3 separate regions of the Mus musculus genome follow, and all the other regions are linked to region 2. The links are chromatin contacts, called in public ChIA-PET maps. All regions are on one chromosome and are shown on one strand. Each heading gives the region's core, a stretch centred on a gene start, on an enhancer-like site or on the middle of the called end of the contact. The rest is flanking DNA. Distances are from core to core; before and after follow the strand shown. Region 1 holds the start of Osbpl11 (oxysterol binding protein-like 11). Region 2 overlaps Lrch3 (leucine-rich repeats and calponin homology (CH) domain containing 3). Region 3 overlaps Snx4 (sorting nexin 4).

Region 1 (3,758 bases), core at 927-3,426, 170 kb before region 2:
TGTGCTGGAATTTACTATGCAGATATGAGGCTTGCCTCAAAACTCACAGAGATTCTCCTGCCTGTCTCCCATGCTCCAGGATTAAGAGAGAGCACCACCACGCCCAGCCCACATCTGCATATTGTAACACACGCGCAGTTCATACATATGGATAGTACTCATGATAAATATGTAGCTTTCACAACATCTTGGTTCCTACCCCTTCCAAGTCTTACAAGTGTAGTCAAAGAGTTTAACACAATCAAAAACCAAACCAAACAAACAAAACCAACTAGAATTAAACATACAAGCAGTTACCCAAAATTTCAGTATTCATCAGTGTAGATCCAACATTATAGGATGCCCTAATTCCATTCATTCTTAGAATTATGGGTAGTAATCTCTCCCTATACTATATATATATATATGTATATATATATATATATATACACACACACATACATACATATACATATATTTTTTTGTTTTACAAACCCTTTATACATATATTTTTTAAAGCACCAAAATGAAGCTTTTGATATTTCTCCAAGTTTTTCATTTACATTAATAAAAACTAACAAATGGCCGGGCGTGGTGGCACACGCCTTTGATCCCAGCACTCGGGAGGCAGAGGCAGGCGGATTTCTGAGTTCGAGGCCAGCCTGGTCTACAAAGTGAGCTCCAGGACAGCCAGGGCTACACAGAGAAACCCTGTCTCGAAAAAACCAAAAAAAAAAAAAAAAAAAACTAACAAATGTAGAATTTCAAGAGTTTTCAAGTAGCCTGATTACACTCTACTGCTTATCAGCCTCTGTATTTAAGTCCCTCCCCTTCTCTAAGTCACAAGCAACCAAAGGATAAGATCTTCTCTGACTCTTGTTACTCGAATCATTCCACAAGTTTTGAAGACCAGCATTTGCCTCTCAAAGCGCTGAGTTCCACAGTTTCTGCTCTAAGAGACGTTCAGGCTTGCTTGTAAACAGATTACAACAGAGGCAAAAACCAGAAGTGAGTGTAGAGATAAATCAGAGGAAGAATAAGCCCTTGGATAATCGAGAAAACTCTGGGGTACATTTCTGAATTCCTCAAAGGGCCTCAAAAAATTACCTGTTGAATGAATTTCTGAAGAAAGTCAATCCTGCTCACGAAAGCAGGGTTCTATCTCCAAGTCAGATCATCAGCCGCTTTGGAATTGGCCTTCCAACTGGGATATGCAGACCCCATCACACTCCGAGCCACCCCAGAACATCACTTTGGAGGGCCATACCTGTACTGCCAGCCTTTCGCACTGCCACCGCGGCTGCTGTTGCTGCTGCTACTGCTGATGGCACCCCCACAGCTGCTGTTGCCGCTGTTCTTGTTCGGGGTCACTGCTGTGGCCAAGCCCTCCAGCTTCCCTTCACTCTCGGAGACTTTCATCACCGATGCCGGCTCACCTCCCTGCATCTTAACTCCAAAGTTCATCTGCCCTTCTCGGGCGAGGGACACCAAGTGCAGAGTTATTTTGTAAGTACTTTTCCCCCTTTCTCTCTCTCGTTTTTTTACTCTCAACGGGATCTCAGACCTCGGCTAGAGTGGAAATCGACAGTGGTCCAGAAAAAGAGGACACGCATTTCCACTTTGGTTAAAAGTTTTAAAGAGCACGGGTACCCTTCAGATAGATGCCTCTCCCGAGCAAGAACAAGGAGGACAAATCACCCCGCCAGAGGGCTCGGTGCCACACTCCGAGGAGCAGCCGGGCGGCGCGGGCGAGGTCGCGGATCCTCTGCCTGGGAACGCGGGGCAAGGACGGGGTCCACGGCCCGGGAGCCCCGGAGCCCACGGCCTGACCTCAGGACTCGGGGGTCGGGCCAGCCGCGCCGCTTCTTCTCCTCAGCCGGGTCCTCGGGAGAAAGGGCCCTGTCCAGCCAGCTCCGCGGTTCCCACCGCAGCCCCGAACTGAGCCGGAGCGGTCGCGCGAAGCCCGCGGAGGGTCGGGCAGACGCCGCCGGGCAGGACGCGGGCTCCGAGGCCGCTGAGCTTGGGCCGGAGGCGAGGGGTTCACCGTGGCCTCCTCCGAGAGCGCTAGCCCTGGAGCCCCACGGAGTTCACAGGAGCCGACCGCTCCCTGGAGCTTCCTTAGCCCTAAACGTAAAAGCCAGAGCCAGGGCCCGGGCCGCCGCCCCACCCACAGCCGGTCACCCACCCGCCTGCTAGCTCTCCCCGCCTTCCTTTCCGGTGTCGTGTGAGCTCATTTCCGCTAGCATTGAAGCGGCGGCGCCATCTTTGATTGGGGCAGACGATCCCGAAAGGAGGCGGTGACCGGAGCCTCAAGGGAGAGAAGGAGCTGAAAGAAGCAGTGGGGAAAGAGGCAGCAGGCGGGAGGGAGGGAGAAAAAGGGAATGAAACGGTCTTGCTAAACAGGTCCTATACTCTCTTGGGGAGCCCCATTCCTTGCCTTTTAAGGGAACCTAAAAAAATAAGAATTTACAGAACAAAGTGGGGAAAAATAACTGATCAGTCATTTTTGAGCAACAAAAAACCCAACATGATATTGGACTAAGGTAAATCGTCTTAAAGAAAAGGAAATTGTCTTGGAAATTAGAGCTCTTGGTGATGCTGGAGAAACTTGAAGTAGATTGATATAAAAAGGATTTACTAATAAGCTTACTTAAAAAGGACCAATAACACTGGAAGAAAAGTAGTTTATTGCCACGTTTGTTACAAACTGTAAGAAAGAAAACTTTTACCATAATTGAAGTTTGGGGTCTCTGAAGAAGTTTCTCTTACTGTTTATCCCCTCAGCTTGACCTCCAGTTAGGCTCCACTCCCACAGCAAAAGGAGACAACCTGCCATTATACCCATCAAAGAGCATTCCTAAAACAAGACACAGGGGCAATGCAGGACCACAACCATCTGCAAGGCCCAGCCTGCCATTAACTCTTTGTCTAGGCACAGGGAAAGTTTACCTCTACCAGGTGGGCATGATTAACCTGGGTAACAACTACTTGAAAGAACCACACTGGTGTACTTAAGAAATAATCCTTAGCCGGGTGTGGTGACACACGTCTTTAATCCCAGCACTTGGGAGGCAGAGGCAGGCGGATTTCTGAGTTCGAGGCCAGCCTGGTCTACAGAGTGAGTTCCAGGACAGCCAGGGCTACACAGAGAAACCCTGTCTCGGAAAAAAAAAAAAGAAATAATCCTTGTCTTAGGGTTCTCTGGAGTCATAGAACATATGGAGTGTCTCTATATAGTAAGGGAATTTATTGTAATGACTTACAGTCTGTAGTCCAACTAACCCAACAATGGGCAGCTGTGAGTGGGAAGTCAGGCCTGTGAGGCTAGTATAAGCTGGTCTTCTGTGGAAATAGATTCCAACAGACTTGCTAGCAAGTAAGTACAATCAGTTGAAGAAGAGTGAACCTTCTTTCTTCAAGGTCCTGATGTAGGCCTCCAGTAGAAGATGTGGCTTAGATTAAAGGCGTGTGCCACCATACCTGAACCTAAAACTTGCTTTGTCCCAGGCTGACTTTGAACTCAAAGATTTGCTTACCTCAGTCTCCTAGAATTAAAGGTGTGTGTACCTTGCCTGGGCCTAAGATTTTCATGGCCACTATGGCTCAAGATCTCCATGTCAAGATCCAGGTCAAAAACCTGTCTTCCAGCCTCAAGATCTGGATCACAGGTGTGCCCTCCATTTCTGAATTGTAGTTCATTCCAGAGGTAGTCAAGTTGACAACCAGGAGTAGCCATGACAATCCTGATGATAACTTTGCTGTGCAACTGTCCCATTTGC
Region 2 (3,680 bases), core at 1,029-3,528:
AAATGGAGAAAAGGAACACAATATTCCTGGCAGGAATCATGAAGACAGTGCTTCTAGGAACACACCGGGCTCGCCCTGAGCAGGCAGTGCCAGCAATCAAGTCTTCCTGCTCCTTGTTTTGGCTGTGCCATCATGGTGCCAACATGCAGGGCCCTGGGAGTCCTCAGACAGCAGAGAGCTGTGGCTGCTGCTGCTGCGGCTGCTGCGGTGGCGGCTGCTTGGGTGGGGCAAGCTCCAGGAGGGCCTGGACTGTCACTGCAACCTGGCCCAACCCTTTCTCTTCTAAAATGTGCAGAGGCAAGCACAATTGCTCCTGAAAGGGGACAATGTGACATAAAACAAACAAACAAAAAGAAAACAGGATGAACATCACAGAACTGAAGAACACAGGTCCTTCCACCCCCACCCCATAATAATCAAGTGAGTTATGGAAAGTCCCTGGTAAACCCACCCTGCTGAAGGAGGCAGACGTAGGCGTGTCTCACACTGGGGTCACTTTATTAACACAATCACAGTCCATACATTTAGAAAAGCAGAACAGGGGACACACATTTACACAACAGAAAAAAACACTGCAGAAAGCCAGACTTACAAAGCAGGTACAAATGTACAAACTGCCCAAGATACAGTGCAGCTCAAGTAGAAGACAGGATTCATGGAGAACACTCTGGGAAGGACACTTAGGCAGCAGGAACACAGCATGGTTTGTCAATGTCTCTGACTGCAGGAGAGGGGAGGGGAGGCCTAAGTCTAAATGAGTTAAAAGTCATATTTAAAAAGAAACTGTGCCGGGTGGTGGTGGCGCATGCCTTTAATCCCAGCACTTGGAAGGAGGCAGAGGCAGGTGGATTTCTGAGTCTGAGGCCAGCCTGGACTACAGAGTGAGTTCCAGGACAGCCAGGGCTACACAGAGAAACCCTGTCTCAGAAAGAAAAGAAAAAAAAAAAAAGAAAGAAAAAAAGAAATTGTGTTTTAGCTGAGTCTGTGTGACCCTAGGACTGAGGAGGTAGAGCCAGATAGGTCTGTGAGTTCAAGGCCAAGCTTAGTAACTGGCCCACAAGAGATGACTACCATTTGGGTAAGAATGTGGAGTGCTAGTGTACAGGTTTGGTTACTCTGAAGAAAAAAGGCAAAAAGAAAAAAAAAACTTTCTGTTTTTAGTTGAGAATGGTCTTGCTGTAGGGCTCAGGCTGGCCTCGGTGTGAGGGTTCCAGGAACACTCCACCACACTCTCTACCACTTCAAACATTACAAAATGAATTGTAGTAAAATTATAGCAAGTATTTTTTTAAGGCAGTTATTGGTAGTTGATGTAATTACATTCTTATTAAATGCTGATTTCGATAAAGTCACAGCAATCTTTTCATTTGCTAATAAGACTAGCAGTTTTGAATACCTCTGCAACTACAGAGTAGCTTTATTTTCGATGAATTTACACTGGGTGGTAGTGGTGCACACCTTTGATCTCAGTTCTCAGGAGGTAGAGGCAGGCAGATACCTGAGTTCTAGGCCAGCCTGGTCTACAGAGAGAGTTCCAGGACAGCCAGGGCTACACAGAGAAACCCTGCCTTGAAAAACCAAAAAAAACCAACCAAACAAAACCCCAAACAGTAACAACAAAAGGAGGAATCTTCGGTCTGCTCTGCATGAGACACGTTCCCCGGGCTGTCCCTATGGTCTGCTCACCAGCACCCAGGCCTGCGCCTGAGCAAGTGGTCATGTGCACAGTGGTCTAGACACCACTCAGAGGTGGCACTTCCACTTGCACATCAACTTTGTGGGTGGATGGTTCCTAGGAACCCACCACTGCCAGGCTAGACCACAAGGTAGCCTCTGAGGGTTTGTTTTTTTTTGTTGTTGTTGTTTTTTTTTTTTTTTTTGGTACTTTTAAAGACAAGGTCCTGCTGTGTAGCCTAGGCTGAACTCCAAGTAATCCTGTTTCAGCATCCTAAATGCTGGGATTATAGGTGTGTATCATCACACCTGGCTTTAAGTCTGACTCTGCGTGTGTATAAAAGGATCAAACTCTACAGAACTGGACAATAATCACAGATCCAGGATGTCTTATAAATAAACTAGCCCACATGCAGACACTCTGGGAGGCACTGCTGGATAGCACTACAGTCTGTCACTGCATAGCGTGAGCGGTGGACAGTAAAGGACAGCTCTCTTCAGATGGAAGTAGATGAGGGTAAGCAGATGGTCAGTGGACTACAGCCGAGCACTGTGTGGCTGTCACCCCCCAAGCTGAGGGCCAGTGGACTACAGCAGGGTACTGCGTTGCTGTTGTCCTCCTGAGCTGAGGGCCAGTGGACTACAGTGGGGTACTGTGTTGCTGTCATCCCCAAGCTGAGGGCCAGCTTTGTTCATGGAGTTTGGAGACAGCATCTGTAAGGACTGCCATCTGACTGCAGCAGTGTCGCTCCCGGCCTGAGTCCAGACACTATTTACTAAGTGTTCTGAGAGCAGACTGCAGCTTCTCTGGGACGCATGGCTCAGATACAACTGTACAGCCTACAACACACAAACTTCACCTATTAAAAATGGGTCACATATGTTAGAAATGATATGAATTCCAAACATCACATTCCAACAGGTCTCCAGCAGGGGATCTGTTTTCAGGAGCACACATGGTAACCATGGCCAGATCTCCTCAGATGCAGCCTCTGTTCAGCCGCTTAGTGTGCACCGTCTAAAATGGATACACTGGGCTCAGAAGAGCAGTCTGGGAAATCTCCAGTATTTTTAAACTAAAAATCCAGAGCAAACTAAAATTGGTATTTTAAGTGTCCCATGCCTTCTAAATGTCCAAACACTGTTAAAATTGAGGGTAGGTTAGGACTTCAGGGCAGGGACCTAAGTGATAAGGTACTCCAAAGTAGAAATGCTACCAGTATTTTCATGATGAGCAGCTGCTGAAAGGCTCAGATAGTCTTTACTTCAAAACTGAAGTTGTTTCACAGTATAAAAGGATGGCCAGAGTCCTCTAAGACTCAGGATTGCTTTAATAAAAACACTGTGACCTTTCCATGTGAGAGACAAGGCTCAGGGCAAGAGGGGAGCCAGGGACTAGAGGGAACACTCCTCTCGGCTAGCTGTCGCTAGTGCTGCGACCCGATGTACTGTCCTGTGGACACAGGCGAGACAATGCACTTGCAATTTCTCAAGTCAGGGTCTGAAACACACGTGTGTCAGCAGTTCTGCATGAGAAACAAACCTTCACCCAGTACAGGAAGGAGCTGGACGGCGCTGGCTGCGTGGTCAGCTGTAGGTGAAGACCCGGTAATAAAGCACACAGAGAATTAACATTAAAGAACAGTAAAATGCCACAAAACCCAGAAGCTGGACAGACAGAGAGACAAAGCTGGATTCTTCCGCACGTGCCCCAAGAGAGAGCAGCGTTTCAACAGTTCTCTTAAGGCTGAGGTTTAGCTGAAGGATGTCGGAAGGAGAACAGAGATTGTCCTGTCCACATGCGAGCAGGAAAGGAAAACAGAAAAACAAAGTCAGTGCAGCGGATCGCAGACGGCAGAGCTCAGAAACCCAGCATTCTCAGTCGGACACCCCCCCCCCGCAGCATCTCATCACAAACAAGACAACGCTGAAGAACAAGGCTGGCTCATCCCCGCACAGCTGAGTTCTGCTGAGCAGCAGGACGAGCTTGCTTACTGAAGGCTAGC
Region 3 (3,624 bases), core at 828-3,327, 250 kb before region 2:
CGTGCACACATGAGGCCCTGAGTCTGGATCCCAGGTCCTGGGAAAGCTGCATGGATCAGCGTATGTATATCTGTAACGCTAATGTTCCTTCCATGGCACAAAGGGAGGCAGTGACAGGAGAATTCCAGAAGCTCGTGGGCCAACTAGCCTGGCCTATGCAATGGAGAACTATGAGACCATGGTTATTCTCTAACCGCCACACACGTGCACCACAAACACACACAGATACATTATTTGAGTTGTTACAGCTTACACAACTGCAGCACATCAGCTTCTTGAGAGGCATTTTAATGGGTATCATCCATTTAATGTGTAAGCAACCAAGAATAAAGCTATACAGGAACATATAAGAAAAAGTCTTCAGATGGGCAGCAGCTAAGAGATAGATTCCTGCTTACCATGTTTGAGGCTCTAAGTTCAAGTCTCATCATTATAAAACCAAAAATCTTTAGGTTATATTACAAACTGAGGATTCTGGGAAGACTAGTAGATTATCAAGTACCAAATACCTACTAATCCATCAACACAATACATGCATAGATTCTGTCTTGTACAAAAGTATTTGCAGAGGTTCGGAATTCAGCTCAGTGAATTGTGGAACCCTTGTCTAGCAAGCACAAGGCCCTGGGTTCCAGTCTATCTTAGTTAGGTTACTATTGCTGCAATGAAAACCTTGACAAAAAACATGTTGAACGGGAGTAGGTGTATTGTATTTTGCTTACACTTCCATATCAGAGTTCATCATCCAACTGATACACACATACACATGTGTGCATAACCCTTTCATACACATGTATGCATAACCCTCTCTCCTTTTGTGAATAGGTAGCAGGAGAGAATATGTTAGAAAAAAATATAAAGATACACACATAAAAAAATGCCATGCCGGGCATGGTGGTGCGAGCCTTTAATCCCAGCACTTGGGAGGCAGAGGCAGGTGGATTTCTGAGTTTGAGGCCAGCCTGGTCTACAGAGTGAGTTCCAGGACAGCCAGGGCTACACAGAGAAACCCTGTCTGGGAAAACCAAACCAAACCAAACCAAACCAAACCAAACCAAACAAACAAAAAAACCCATAATGATATTCATTATTTTTTGCATTTGTTACCTTAAAATTAATACATAAAAAGAGATCTGAAAACAAAGAGAGTAGTTTCTTTTATTTTTACTAGAAGAACTTCAAGTCTATATAAAAAAAAAACACAAAAGAAGTGGTGGTTGACAGGTGGGAGAGTATGAGTGTGTGTGTGTGTGTGTGTGTGTATGTGTGTATGTATTCTGATGTTAATTCTGCTTTCTCAAGAGTGCTGCCCCATGAGCAGTTGATCATGTACTCAGGTGATCACATATGAACCCTCTCCCCATTTTAATTGCCCAGAGCCTATGACTGGGCAGTGGAAGGGATAGGTGGGACAGGATGTCTTTGAGAGGAGGGCAGGGAGAGAAAGGAGAATGAGAATGGAGAAGAGGGCAGAAAAAAGGAGGAGGAGGGGGAAGAGGAGGAGGAGGAGGAGGAGGAAGTCATGAGGGAGCAGAACCAAGTGGCCAGGAGAAACCACAAATAGCAAAGGGTCTTATAGCTGGGGACTAAGTTAGTATGTGTTAGATCTGCCCAATCTAGACATATATACTAACTGGATTGAGTATTTTTTATACGGGCTTATTTGGGTTGGAAATTCCAAGGACAGTCCACAGCCATTATCTATGATTGTCTTGTGCTCTTGAGTGTTGTGATTTTTGCCAGCTGCAGATAGTTTCATGACTTGGCAGATTTGAGAACCCTGAGAGGGCCTGTTGCAACTGTTGCTCCCCTTGCTGGTGTTCCACACACACACACACACACACACACACACACACACAACCCTCAACTGCTGCTGGTTCCTCCTGCTGTTGTATTTGTTATTGCTAGTTTGCTGGACTGCTGGATATTCTGACAGCAGACTGGACTTGCCCCAACAACCCTAATCAACAGGAAGTAGCCTATAGAAGTCTATGCCCCCCACTTCCCTTTCCCTTTCTAACCTACCTAGTGTTGGGGGTGTTAGAACGGGTTAGGGTGGAGTAACGGCAGGAAGGGTGGTAGAGATAAGAACACAATAAAGTAGGCAAACCCACACCAACACTCCAGTGAGAGAGTACAAGGGCAACACAGATTGAGCTTTTTTTCTTTTTTCTTCTTTCTGTTTGGGGAGGTCTCAAGGGTGAGAGTGAAGCTGGGAGGACTCAGAAGTGAGTGTGCTCAGTGTTCATGATATAAAGTTCCAATAATCAAAAGAAATATTATAGGGAGAAAAGCTACACAGGTTGTGGCGATGACTCAGTAAAGTGCTTGCTATTGATGCGTAAGAAACTAGGTTTGGTATCCCAGTACTCACAAGAAAAGCCAAGCAAAGTGCTGCACTCTTAATTCTAGCACTGGGGAGGAGGAGGCAGGGGGATCTCTGTGGTTTCTAGCTAATTCAATTTGCTAGCTCCAGGTCAGTTAGAGACATTGGCCCCTCGCCCCAAAAAAGGTAGAAAGCGATTCAGGAAGATACCCAATACGAAAATCTGGCATCTACAGAAGTCCATGTACACGTGGACACACACGAAATGCTACAGGAAAAGCAAGAGTTACGTTACATTGAGAAAACTAGAGTTATGCATGACTTACTAAAAATGGATTCGATGATGAAAAGCAGATAATATACTTAGGAAGCATGCCCAGGAAAACGCAGATAGTGATGGGTATTTATATACACAAGAGAAAGTAAGAGCCAGAAAGAAGCCCTTCAGCCAAAAGCAAGCTCAAGAGATTACCTAAGACAAGCCGGTAACCATCAGGATGGTGAAAACCTCACTGGCTGAGATGCACATACCCTAAACTAAACCTTCCGACTCACCACCATCTGCTCCAGGGAAAACTCTCTCAAATTTGAAAGCACACACTGATAAAGCAAATTCCTTCTCAGCCCAAACAATAATGCATTCTCATGATGTTAGTCTGTCATACTATCCAGTTAGAATAAACACAAAATCTTTAAAAAGCACAAGTTCAAGAATAATAAAGCTGTTGGGCAGTGCTGGTGCACACTTTTAACCTCAGCATCAGAAGGCAGAGGTGGGTGGATGTCTAGCTAGCCTGATCTACACATCAAGTGTCAGACCATCCAGAGACAATACAGCATGTTGGCAAACTCATCTCAAACAGTTTCTGGGAAAAGGCTCTTCACAGTCTGCTTATATTATGGTTTGAATCCGCAACGTGTCAGTGCTCCCTCTCACCCATCACCCCCTCAGTCCCCTGCTGGTGGGGTAACTCTGTAATCTGGTAAAACCTTAGGAGGTTGTATTATGGAGGAACTAGGTCACTGGGGCAGTGTCTTTGAAGTGGCTTCTCCCTGCCTGATGAAGGGGCAGCCTCCTTCACATGCTCTAGCCACTATGACACTCTGCCCCAGGCAGAATGGAGCCAAGCAGTCAGGTACACCAGGGAGCCATGACCAACCCTCAAGTTGTTTCTGTCACGTACTTACTTGGTCACAATTACACAAGTACAGGGCTGGAGAGATGGCTCAGTGGTTAAGAGCACTGACTCTTCTCCCGGAGGTCCTGAGTTCAAATCCCAGCAACCACATGGTGGCTC

The links. ChIA-PET counts read pairs in DNA pulled down with a chosen protein or histone mark.
Region 1: an RNA polymerase II ChIA-PET map of memory CD8 T cells shows a contact between it and region 2, with 9 read pairs. The contact joins the promoter of Osbpl11 here to the enhancer-like site in region 2. A contact is called at or near these places in 7 of 39 promoter capture datasets (the 3T3-L1 cell line, 3T3-L1-derived adipocytes, the C10 cell line and 3 more), 2 of 484 Hi-C or Micro-C datasets (the N1E-115 cell line and extraembryonic endoderm stem cells), 9 of 115 datasets of contacts at active chromatin or transcription factors (T-cell acute lymphoblastic leukemia, bone marrow-derived macrophages, embryonic limb bud and 4 more) and 3 of 9 other capture datasets (adipose tissue, liver and pancreatic islet).
Region 3: an RNA polymerase II ChIA-PET map of memory CD8 T cells shows a contact between it and region 2, with 8 read pairs. The contact joins two enhancer-like sites. A contact is called at or near these places in 1 of 115 datasets of contacts at active chromatin or transcription factors (memory CD8 T cells) and 2 of 9 other capture datasets (adipose tissue and macrophages).

Annotation. Positions count from the first base shown.
Region 1 is chr16:33,183,489-33,187,246 of GRCm38.p6, reverse strand. Osbpl11 (oxysterol binding protein-like 11) reads right to left here and starts at 2,176. Exons shown (of 13, transcript NM_176840.3): 1 at 1,247-2,176. The coding sequence starts at 1,443.
Region 2 is chr16:33,008,974-33,012,653 of GRCm38.p6, reverse strand. It overlaps Lrch3 (leucine-rich repeats and calponin homology (CH) domain containing 3), which reads right to left. Exons shown (of 21, transcript NM_001081255.1): 21 at 1-313. The coding sequence ends at 164. Among named protein-coding and RNA genes, the nearest start is that of Iqcg, 45 kb to the left of the region's middle. Within about 2 kb of position 2,278, at least 28 of the 459 cell types and tissues checked have an H3K27ac peak or open chromatin away from gene starts, as enhancers often do. A contact at or near this core is called in memory CD8 T cells and microglia, where this site is marked.
Region 3 is chr16:33,260,139-33,263,762 of GRCm38.p6, reverse strand. The region is part of intron 1 of Snx4 (sorting nexin 4); the gene reads right to left. Among named protein-coding and RNA genes, the nearest start is that of Snx4, 10 kb to the right of the region's middle. Within about 2 kb of position 2,077, at least 79 of the 459 cell types and tissues checked have an H3K27ac peak or open chromatin away from gene starts, as enhancers often do. A contact at or near this core is called in memory CD8 T cells, where this site is marked.